2 separate regions of the Drosophila melanogaster genome follow, and region 1 is linked to region 2. Evidence: chromatin contacts called from public Hi-C data. All regions are on one chromosome and are shown on one strand. Each heading gives the region's core, a stretch centred on a gene start, on an enhancer-like site or on the middle of the called end of the contact. The rest is flanking DNA. Distances are from core to core; before and after follow the strand shown.

Region 1 (5,646 bases), core at 2,548-5,047, 820 kb before region 2:
AATGAGGTCCTGCCGAACGGGCCAGCATCAGGTACTGTCACCGCAGATGACTAAAGTGAACCTCCAGCCAGCAGGGGCAGCCCATGATATCCTGTCTTTTGTAGTCGCGTCCCCAGCCCTTGCCAAAGCTGATCTTAATGCTGAAGTAGTCGACGGGTCCCATGGGATGATGTCCGTGATCTCTCATGCTCAGAAGTTCAGCCCTGCGAAAAGGAATAAATATACATCATAAGAGGCTTTGACAACTGGTTAACTTTATTGACGGATCTTACCTATTGGTTTCAAAGGCCTTCAGACAATAGCCCGGCATCACTTTGCACACTCGGTCCAGATTTTCGGACAGGGTGGGTGAATCGACAAAAATGGTTGTATTCCCACGATTGTAGATCCAAACATCGCCGTTCTCCAGACTCAATGTGACCCCTGTGAGGCGGACCGGACTCCGATTAATATATCTTTTCACGTTAGTAAATCCTTTTCTCTTACCCAATCCGACCGTATGACGCGCTTTTGGCACCACCGAGTGGATCTGATTGCCTGCTGGTGTGAGGTCACGTAGGCACATGCTGTCCACCTCACTGGCCACAATCCCATCCGTGTAGATATTGACTGCATTCGTTTTGGCGTGAAAGAACTCCCCGACGCGGTGGGCCATCTCCCAGTAGGCGATTTGGCACCACACCTGACTGTTGATGTTATGATCTGAAATTTAAGGAAAACACAATGCTGTAGATGCAGGTATCTATTTGGATAATAATAATTCCAAAAAACAGTTTAAGAAATCGTAATTATGTATGTACATGCTACTGCAAAGATTAGATATGAATGAATTTACAATGTCTAGTTAAGTTGCTTATTTATTTGTGAGATTGTCAACTCATTAAATTCATAAAGATGCCTGCGATAAAGTTATTCCCATTAATAACTATTATTCAAATCGCAATCTTGTAACCCGCATACAAATTGCTAGCTAAAGCGGTAATAACTCTTTCGCCGGCCAATAAAATGTGATTTAAAATTGCCATAACATTCAAGCGATATCGGGGGAGTAAGCGCTATATATCGCCATATCGTTTGAAAATACAGAATACAGCGAGTCTCGCATTCAAATATTCACATTCACATTACGTTCACACTCACTTGTGTGCTCAGACATTTAAATGGTAATAATTTTGGCGCCAGGGCATTACGTAAACAGACCGGCGTCGCGTATTCTGTATGTGTGTGGTATTCATTTGCGCATATGTATGTATATCGGCCCGCTCGGCTGGCTGTGTGTATATATGAACATATATTAGTGCACAAACCCACAGAGTCTGTTTATGGGTTCATTTGTATATTCCGATTTCGAACGCGTGTCGGTCGGGCCAATAACAAAGTGAGAAACAAGTGCCGCTCTTTATTTGAAATCCTTGCTGACGAGAGTTTTCGAAAACGCGTGGGCTTTGAGTACAAATTGTTTGAAATTTATGTCCACATTAAACCAAACCATTCATAAAATTAAAAATTTATATTTAATTGAATGAATATACCTACGAATGCCTCGGAATTAGTAAACAAAATGCGCTGAGTTTAACGTTTGCAGTCGTAAAGCGAGACAATGCTAACATTGCGTATACGCCACCGTATCTGTAGTTATGTATTTATATATTTGTAAATACCTACTTCAGATGACACCATTACCATTGTCAGCATTAACACACCCTCGTCTTGGGAATTTATCAATCAACAATGGCATAAAGAGCATTGTCAGACAACAGAGTGCAAATATCGCGCATACGCCATGGTGGCCAAATTGCCAATGGCAACAATGCAAGCGGGTCGATATTCGATTACAGCGGCGGTGCAGTTGGCCAGAACGGCCAGAGCCGATTCGAGAAATGTGCTGTGCGCATTGGGCGGCACACATAATCTACACAATCGCTCAGCGATTCAGCGGAAAATCGAGGAAAATCGCAGGGAAAATGAAAAGGCCGAAAGGCGCTAAAGGCCAAGCCCAGGCGCGCGGCTAGTGGCGCCAAGTAAAAATATATCGCAATAAATCCGTAGACGGCTTTTAAAATTTTGCATGGCAAAGAATGTGTCGAATGGGGTGGCAAGTGGCGGGCAACGAGCGGGCCAGCGGGGGCGTTGGACGCTGCAAGTGGCGCCTGTCCGATGTTTACCTAATTAGGTCGACGCCGGCGATTCCGTCGCGTCTCGCCATGGCCACGAAAAATTGTTTACCCCACCAGGCAGCCGTCGCCACCTCGCTCGCTCAACTGGGAGAGTAGCAGCTCGCCAAGATTGTGGGCCAGTTGAGTTGATCCAGGCGAAAGGTGAATCGGAAAATTGGGGAATCAGCTTGGCACCCTCATTGTGCAAACTCAAATGAAATCGAATATATCTACGTAGAAATTTCAACAGGTTCTGCCTCATATATTACACTTAACGTGCCATATTTTCCGAATTATTGGCCTTGAATAAATAAATTATTTTGGCATTTCAATTGAAGATGGGAAATAGAAATATTTGAATAATTTTAATGGATCGATGATTCTTAAGAATTGTTGTCTTAATATGGTTAGATTGAGATATTTCATTTGAATTGTATTTAAGTATTTCGTGAAACATTGCGATTTACATTGGTAATTAAAGATTGTGACAGTGAGAATTTGCTATGTATACACTTAGAGCTCTAAGCTGGAGGAGGGTTCTGCTTGAAAGATCTACCTACTGCAGTTTTTCCTGTACTACACATTTGTAAATTCGTAGCGCCGCTTCATGGCTGCTGATTCCCCTTGCTAATATTTATGTAAGTAGGTACATAAATGTACATACATTTGTGTTAGATGCCCGAATCCACGGGCTGCTACATCATCTTTAAATTTAGAATATTTTATCTTCAATCTGTGTACATGTGTGTGGGTTGAGGCAGTGGCCTGTAAGTTTGTCGGTGGCACACATGTGTTGCCTTCGGGGAAACACGGATGCCCGACTTGTGTGTGCTCCATTTCGGCCGAGTTCGAACGGCGATGAAGTTGCAGTAATGCAATTACGAAATTGAATCGATTGCTCAAGAAAGCTGAAATTATGTGGGCGATTTAAACATTCCATAGTACTTATCGACGTTCTGCAACTAATACTATATTGATGATGTATCTAAGTACCTTTGCTTTCCTAATTAACCATCATAATATTTAAAACATCATCCCATCATTGATTACAAAATTCTTGAGAAGGCCGTTCGAGACTATCATTCTCAGTTCAAAGACTATGCCAACAATGTCCATTTGACAAAATTGTGATGGGAATCAATCAAATCGAAATTTCAATCTATTTTTAACTGGCCTGTCACCCAATCGTCGTAAAGCCGCAACTTAACGGTCCATTTAAATGTAATAGTTTTCCGTCGTTTCGTCGCCAGTACAATGCCATAAAAAAGCTAAATGGACGATGGTATACACACACACACGAATGAGTGTATGCATGTGTGAGTTCTGGCCAGTTTCAGTTTCACGGGCCGTCTCAGTCGCCGGGTAATGGTAATGCCGTGAATGATATCATAGCCCCCATAGGACCCCTTGTACCCCCTCCGCCTCTGCACCCCCTTTCAAGCACTCTTGTAAGTTAGCATTAAAATTGTGGCGCCATCGAGAGCGCCAACTCACCTCGCTCTCCGCGCTCACTCCCTCTCTCTCGCTCAGCCTGCCGCCGCCCGTGTTTGTTTTTCGCTCATTATTTATTTTCATTTCGTTTTTGCTGTTTTCGCTTAAAAGTTAATATCAATATAGAAAGTGACGACCTGACGCGGCAAGCTGGCGCCACGATACAACAACAACTGGCCCGCCAGAGAGAGCGCCGCTCACACACACCACTACCGGGCACCAGCCCCAATACACCTAAACGGCAAAATAATCGCAGCACTTCGCTCTCTTCCACTTTCTTACACCGAACAAAAATATCGTTACATGGAAAACAATATCATTTAGAAATATATTTTCATTTTATTTGGTTTGTTTGTAAGTTCATCAACTATTTTTCAACATCGTAAATAGATTGTGTTATTAAGGCAGTGTTGTGATGTTTGATTCAAAATGAAATATGTATGCCTCGAATACCTCGAATTTATTCCACAAATGAAAATGGATTTTTTTTATGTGCTCTCTCCCAATCGCCTGATAAGCGGGGGAGAGGCAAAAGAGAGTGGGATTTTGGGGCACAAAACTCACCTTTTCCATCAGTGGTAACCGACTCGTAGAGAGCCGGCTTGTAGATGTTCGAAATGCTGGTGCTTTCGGCACTCCACGTGCTGAGCGCTGCCGACTTTGCATCGTTCTGCGAGTCTTCTTCGAAATCTGCAAGATTTGGTTTTGTTGATTAATACACCCGGATCGAAAATGTATATGGAAAAGCCGGCTTACCTGCATCTTTCAGTCTCAGCATTTTTGAGCGTTGGTACGGCGGTGTTGGGGATTCTAAAATGGTAGACAAGAGAGGGGATAGTTTTAGATATCTTGGAGATACGTACATACATACGGTACACTTGTATGAATGGTATTATTAGTTTTGTAATAGATGCATGATAAACAAGTAAAATCTCCATAGTCTTAGAAATATTAGTACGCTATAAGATGTTGAAGACTGATACATTTTATATAACAAATTTGTATAACAGCACATTAAGCTATTTATTTATTGCTCTTTTAAGATCACACTAACATAACCTGCTAGAAAGAGTTAAAGGTAAAGAACTCTACAATGCCATTATCAATAACTCGATTCAATCGAAATGCATGAATTTGCGGTAGTTTAAAAATTCGAAATGTTATCAAGTAAATTGACCATGTTAATGAAATAGTTTGGCTGACTAAACCATATGAAAATTCTTATCTCAACCTTATCGGCCTAATGCACTTTTACCAAGTTTCATTTCGGACAGCAACGTGTATGATTACAAACCCTTTCGAATTAACGAAAACTTCGAGTTATAAATGCGCGTCTTCTAGTCGGGGCGCATATAGGATGAGATCATGGTTCGCAAAACTAATACATACTAGTGTTTGAATATTTGAGCAGCAAATAAAGCGAAACAAAAACAGAGAGAGAGAGCAACAAAGCCAAACAAAAATAAAGGCCAGAAAAACTAAAAACCACAAAGAAAGAATAGGCAGTCGAAACAAACCCAGGCGTAAGCGTAAGCAAGCCAAACATCAGCGCGGCGATATAAAAATAAATAATCTTTGCATATCAGGCAGCCCCACTGGGGGACATTTTATTTTTATTGGCGCAAAAATCGTTTGATGTGCGGCGATCTCCGATCGCTGGTAGATACCAGCTCCCATCTCCGATTCCTATGGCGCTGTATTTAATCTCGCTTACATTCTACATCCTACTCCGTTCCGTTTCGTTCCCATTCTTTCAATTCACTCCCAAAAAAGCAAACGGAACAGGTCGTTTTTGGTGACTGAGATGGGCGCAGACAAAGGCCTCAATGAATTACCTGCCAGATTTCGAACCTCTCATTCAATTAAATAAATTAACTTATTTATGAAGCATCGCATTAACATTTTATGGCCTGCATTAATGTATTACTTAAAAAATAATAAACCGTGCGCCATGAATATAACATATTTTAATAATATCAGATCAGAACTTTAATACAAA
Region 2 (6,236 bases), core at 3,586-6,085:
TCTTTTGCGACAGCGAGAAGTTCCCTTCTTGGAATTATTGGTTTTGCTCCGCACTCATTGCCATTCCGCTTCGGCTGACTCATTCTTATCATCGCCGTCGTCGTTTTAAAGGCGAGGCGGCGTTCACTCATTGCTCATTGTTCTGTTGACAACTGGTCGTATGTGTAATGCTGCCGAAGCTCGTTGCGCATACGTCGTGTGCGCTTAAAAGCTGCGCTAAAAACCAATCAGCTAAAAGCTCACCCCCTCAATCAAATCAAACCCCATCAGCTGAGCTTCGCAACGGGAAAACCAAAGCGAGCATCAACAGCACACACAAAAAAATAAATAAAATAAAAAGAAAAAGAAAACTTTCTACGCTAATTTTCGTTCGAATGGAGAAATGCTGGCCATCATTATAAGCCGCAACAGAAAACAAAATTTATACAATGCTGGCCATCATCTTGGGACTGGCTGACTGCCTGACTGCCTGCCTGCCTGGCTGGCTGGCTGATGATGATGATGATGATTTTCGAGCTGCGTTCGCTGGCTATGTTGCTGGAAGTTGAATTTTATTGCCACACCAACATCACTCAGGCAGTTTCAAGCGGCAACAGCAACCAAGCACCGCAGCAGCAACACAAAAGCCAGTCCCCGTCAAGCGTTCGTTGCTTTTTACCCACCAGCAACACTAGCGCAGCAATAGCAACAACAACAACAGCAGCAGCAACAGCAGCATTTTACGCTCCGCCAGCAACTCGTTTCAGCTGGCACTGGCAGCGGACTGAAAACAGAAAACTGACTGAATAGTCAGGAGGGGATTGGCGGAGCGAGGGGAGTGGGTGGGTCTCCGTCTCCGGCTCCGACTTCGACTGGCTCCAAATTGACGGCCCGAGTCTAAAGCTCGCACGCAGCGTCGCTGCAGTTGTTGCTGCTGCAGTAACAAAAACAACATCGTCGCTACCTTCAAATTCCACAATATTCAAGTTTCAGGTTATGAGCCAACCAAGCAGCCAGCGAACAGAAACCAACCCAACCTGAGAGCCGGAGCCAGTCATCGTCAGCAGCAACAGCAAAGCAACACGAAACGAAATGTTTGGCCGAAAGGCAGAGCCAAGAGCTAAGAGCCAGGCGACAGTGGGCTAAAACTGACTCAAAAGTGCTATCTATATAATAATTTAATATGAATAACTACAAAAAATAATTACATTTTAGCATGAAATCGAATCTTCTCTGTTAAGGAATTATCAATTTTAGAGTTTCTTTAGCTGTATGGTCTAAATATAATAGTAATAAACATGATTTGCCATAGATCTGAGTATTTTAAGCTTAGCTCAGGCGAACACTGAAGTTTATTTAACTAACAAATTTTTGGTTGAAACTAAACTTTTTTAAAATTATATTGCATTTCTATTAAGACCCTAAATACTTTTTTTTACTTTTCCGTCCCATTGTGCCCGTTCGAGAGTCGACTTCCAAGCATTTAAGTCGGTCGCCGTTGTCGTTGTTGCTACCTCCAGTGCCTGGGCTCTGAAACTCCGGCTTTAACTCTGGGCTGTGGGCTTTGGCTTTGGCTTTGGGTCTGGCTACGACTGTGGCTCTGGCCCGATCCACTACGGTCGGAGCGAGTCTGGGTCTGGTGCTCTGGTCTGGGGCCCCACATTGAATTCTTCGGCTGGGGCGCACGGCACAACGTGCGATAGCTGCGAATCGAGTCGGTTCGAGTCGAGCCGAGAGCCGCACATAAAAAACAACGTCAAGAGAAAAAAATAACAAGTAGAAGCAAAAAAAAAAGTCGAGTTTCGGCTTTCGAGCTGGGTTTGGGTTTAAGCCGCGATCTCCACCAAAGCAATTTAGGTGTACGAGCCATAGAGGAAGAAGAAACTTTGGAAACATAAAAAAGAGCGCTCCGGCCCGAAGACAACGACGATGGGGCATAATAAAAAAAATTACCAGCAAGCTGGGGTTCAACGAAGTTGGATAAGAAGAAGACGAAAACGCAGCGGCCGAGCGGTCTTCAGCTCATCATAATAAAAATGAATTGAATTGAAGACATGGGCGAAGACGCACCACCCGCTCTCCCACTCTTCTTACACAGCGGGCACAGCTCTCCTAGTTTCATATGTTGGTGGATGTGGATCTGGATGTGGATGGGAAGCTCAAGATGACGCCGATATGGTGGCTAGTCCCTCGGAGTTTCCCATGCTGGCTTGGTTATTTTTCCCTCCCTCATGGTGAAAACTTTGAATGCAAACACCCACAACAATAACAGAGCGGGCGAGCTATTTGCTTATAGCGGCACATGACGATGTGGGAACGGAAAGATTTTCGAGCCCGGCTTTCCCACTAACGTTGAACTTGCACAATCGGAGGTATAGCATTTGTAATGTTAAAGTTTATATCAACTATACAACTAAAAGTTCAGAAGAATTTAAAAAAAATCAGTAAAAGCTTTTCATATTTTTACCTAAGATCCAGAGAGTAGAGTTATGCTTACGAAAATATATAAAAATACTTTATTCTAACAAATATTTTGGACTACAATTTAACTGTATCAATGAATATTTGTAAAATGGTTGGTCCACTCCATAGATGTAAGACTGTTTACCCAAACATGAATCAAGGCTGTGCTCGAGCTATCTATGGTTGGGCTATGGTTTTTGGGGTGGTGGGGAGTTTGTGGGTTGCGTTGTATGAGGCAGACTTTTTTGATGTGCGCATATTTTGCGTCGGCCATTTCATGTTGCCGCACCACGGAGTTCGCCGCACGACTGACAGACACAAAACCCCCGATTCCGATTCCGATTCCGATACGAGTTTCGAGTGCGAGTCCGAGTCCCCGTGTCGATGTGGGGACGTCGATTGGCAGCAGAGGCGGAGGCAGCGGTCGCGACGGAGACAGGAAGCCACCGCGACGGCGGCGTCGTCGACCAAATCAGCTGTTTTTGGCGAATTAGAGCAATTTTCAATGCGCGCCGCTTGCTGTTTCTGCCTTCTTTTTTTGCGGCTTTTTGTTGCGCTTCATGTCGAAGATTTATAAGCAGCGACGCCGGCAGCGAAGTTAGCATCGCAATTGGTGACATTGAAAATTTGCAAGGCATCTCTCGCTCTTCCCACTTTGCGTACGTGAATGTGTATGGTGTTTGTGATTTTGCGAAATGGGGGAACAGCTGACAGCATACATTACCCATACGAGAGGAGGCCAAGTGGGGGGAAGTGGGGGTTAAGAATGGTAACTTTTGGTCAATGAACCATACCTCCCAACCTCGCCTCCTTTCCGGCAAAGGCAACTCAGCTGTTTGCGAGATGTGTACGGCAGAGTGAGGCTTTCGTGAAACGTGAGTCGAGACCCTTACAAATCCCAATACCAACCATCCAACCAACCCATATCATCCCATTCCATTGTAAGCCGCCGAAGGGTCGGGAGAGCATTTCTACCTAAGGTCGAGAACCATAATCCCCGAAAAGGATGCAGCGCATTAGACACGCCAGTGAGTTCGGGCTCAATTTCGGTTTTCTAGGATTGCTGCACTCACTTTCTACCTGACCATCCCAAGCGATCCATCAATATGTCATTCCGACTGTCGAGACTTTAAGGACGAATTCGACTGTGATTGAACCATTGCCAAGTAGCGGGGCGACTCGAAATGGGAATGAAATTGCCAGGAAATCAACCTGTTGGTCGATTGATAGCCCTGCTAATAAGAAGTAGTCTGAGCAATACCTGTATGCTGTTGGGAACCTCCTTTGATAGGAATATTGACACCAACTTATTTGTTTTAAACTCTAATTTCATGAACATTAAAATCATGATCACACAGATTCTGTAGCCAACTTTATAAAGTTATTTTTATATGTGAATATTAATAACAATATGAACCTTAAAAAGTAACTTTTATATAACATCCGCCAGTAATTTATTTTTATGCGAATCCGTTTAAGATTTTTGTAAAATAACTAACTTGTTCAAATACACTGGAATCGTGTCTAAAGATCTCAAAAATCAAGCGTCTTTGAACATTGGAATAAAAAGGCGAAATAGGAATCCCCAGCTGATGGTCTCCCGAACGCAATAGCTGCTTCTCCACTGGGCAGATAGCCGATGATCATCGATCTGCATGCAAAAATTTTTGCCGTACGGCTCTTATCACGCAGACCAGCTGATAAGACAAGAGAACGAGTAGAGCGAACAGAGCCAAAGAGCCAGAGCATTGCGTCAAGTGCGCTAATCGCTCCGAATCGGAACCAGGGCTACAGGCAACGAGCAACAACAATTGCCGTTAACAATTGTCAGAGCGACAGCACACTGCGCAAATTGCACGTCGCGCAGTGTACGAGGCAACAACAGCTATCAAGGCGTACGTACGTACATTCACCAAGCCGCTTGGTAAACACAAAATTACAAAAACAAAAAATACCATGAAAAAAACTGTGGGTATATATGTATGTAAGTACATACAGCCCCAACCAACAAAGACTCCACTCCACATCCCATGCCTACATATGTATGTATGTACATCCACAGCTACATCCAATGTTGCTGACTCGACTCACCGCATACATACAGACGCTCCGTTCGTATATATGTAAAAACATGTACAAGCGAACGAGCCGAACGACCGACACACGAAGTACAGTCGCACAGTTAAAAATAAAGTATGGGCCGCTGCAACGCAGAGGGGTAAAGGGAGATGACACGAGAGAGAAGGAAGGCAAAGAGAAGAAGAAGAGAGCGAGCGAGGGCAAAACAACAAAGCGAATGCTGGTAAATAATGATGATGGAACCAGTGTGCTGTATATGTATGTAGGCATGTGTTCGTATGCGTGTGTGTGTATACTGCACAGTAAAATTTCATGTATTAAAATCGCTTGTTCGTGTATATGCACTGTACAGGGTAAGAGCTGCCATCGCTGTGCTGTTGATAGCGAGGGACGTAATATCGCAACTTTTGCCGTTCCAAAAGCACGGAGCCAAGCGAACGTTCGTTCGTTCGTTCGCTGGTTCGTTCGAGTTTAATTTTGTAGTACGTAGCAGGAAAAAAAAGAAACGACGAAAAAATAAATGATGGCGGCAACAACAACGACAACAACAGCGACGACTCGTCGTCGACTGAGTTGGCAGTGTTGCGTTCCGATTTTCGTCGAAAATATTTTTGTTTCTTTTTGCGTTTCGAAAACACTCGAAGTGCTAAAGAAAGAAGAGTAGAGCAGGGAAGAAGAAGACGAACAGGCAGAGGCTTACAGCGACCGTTTTTCTAGTGCGTTTCGCTTAGAATGGCAAAAATCTCAAAGGGGACGAAGAATTCCACCCAAAAACCCCCCACTTTCAGTTGTAGTATGGTAAGTGGTAAGTACGGCGCGCTCGTTTTTGCGAAGGTTGCTAGCGTGGTGGGATAACGGATGTTGGATATTGTATTCGTCGGATGTCGGACAACGGCCGCAGCGTAGCGCGCGCAAATTCACGTAGTTTGAATCGGATTCGGATTTGGACTCGCCAGCGCAGCGCCACAAAGCTAACGGATCGAACCAAGGTTGCCCGCTGGCATTTTCCTACGGCATGAGGCAATCAAAATGCGAAGATACTGTCGAAGTACACGGAAAGATAAAGACTTTATAGAAAACCTGGAGGATTGTTTACAGCTTTTGGGAGTTATATGTATGCTATGTTATACATTAAGGAATATAGTAGTAGTTTTATAAGAAAGCGCAGTTTATTTTGTAGCAAAGGAGTTTTTAGTCGATAGTTTTTAGGTCGATCTTGATCGCAAACAAATCAACAACTTTTAGTATATAAAATTTAGAATCTACTTTTTATGGCCATAGTGATCTGATCGTATATTCCGATCAATGCTAACATGTGTACATAGGTACTTTTCATATTCTATCTCAGTTGATCTTGAAGTTTTGGATTTATCGCGAAACCTAATCTGTGTGTCCTTTATTTAACGATTCCTTGGTTAACACTCTTTAAGGGCTGCCTTGCCGCTTTAACCCATGTCCGCCCACGAGCGCCCATCCGTGACTATGACGCCAACTCCCGGACTCCCGCACTCGTATATTCCGGCTCTGCTTCGATACGGCCGCCCACACATACATACAACTCTCCCCCGATGGCAGTTCCCCCTTATAACACCGTGGACTGTTTATAAAATAACCTTATTTTGCACATGTACACGGGTTTTCGTTGTGCTGGTGTGTGTGTAAGCTCCATCAGCTCCACGGAGGGTTGGGTGATTCCTACTCTTCCCGAGACACCC

What was found. Hi-C and Micro-C count contacts between places; a contact is called where the count stands out from the background.
Region 1: a contact with region 2 is called in a Hi-C map of the Kc167 cell line, with 2.0 times the contacts expected there. The contact joins two enhancer-like sites. A contact is called at or near these places in 6 of 107 Hi-C or Micro-C datasets (the Kc167 cell line, the OSC cell line, the S2 cell line and 2 more).

What each region holds. Positions count from the first base shown.
Region 1 is chr3R:17,063,527-17,069,172 of dm6, reverse strand. It overlaps Dad (Daughters against dpp), which reads right to left. Exons shown (of 8, transcript NM_057912.4): 4 at 4,404-4,457; 5 at 4,212-4,337; 6 at 487-702; 7 at 273-423; 8 at 1-203. The coding sequence ends at 38. Among named protein-coding and RNA genes, the nearest start is that of Ns1, 6.3 kb to the left of the region's middle. Within about 2 kb of position 3,797, at least 32 of the 39 cell types and tissues checked have an H3K27ac peak or open chromatin away from gene starts, as enhancers often do. A contact at or near this core is called in the Kc167 cell line, the OSC cell line, the S2 cell line and 1 more, where this site is marked.
Region 2 is chr3R:16,248,695-16,254,930 of dm6, reverse strand. All of the region lies in intron 1 of tara (taranis), which reads right to left. Among named protein-coding and RNA genes, the nearest start is that of bor, 12 kb to the left of the region's middle. Within about 2 kb of position 4,835, at least 39 of the 39 cell types and tissues checked have an H3K27ac peak or open chromatin away from gene starts, as enhancers often do. A contact at or near this core is called in the Kc167 cell line, the OSC cell line, the S2 cell line and 1 more, where this site is marked.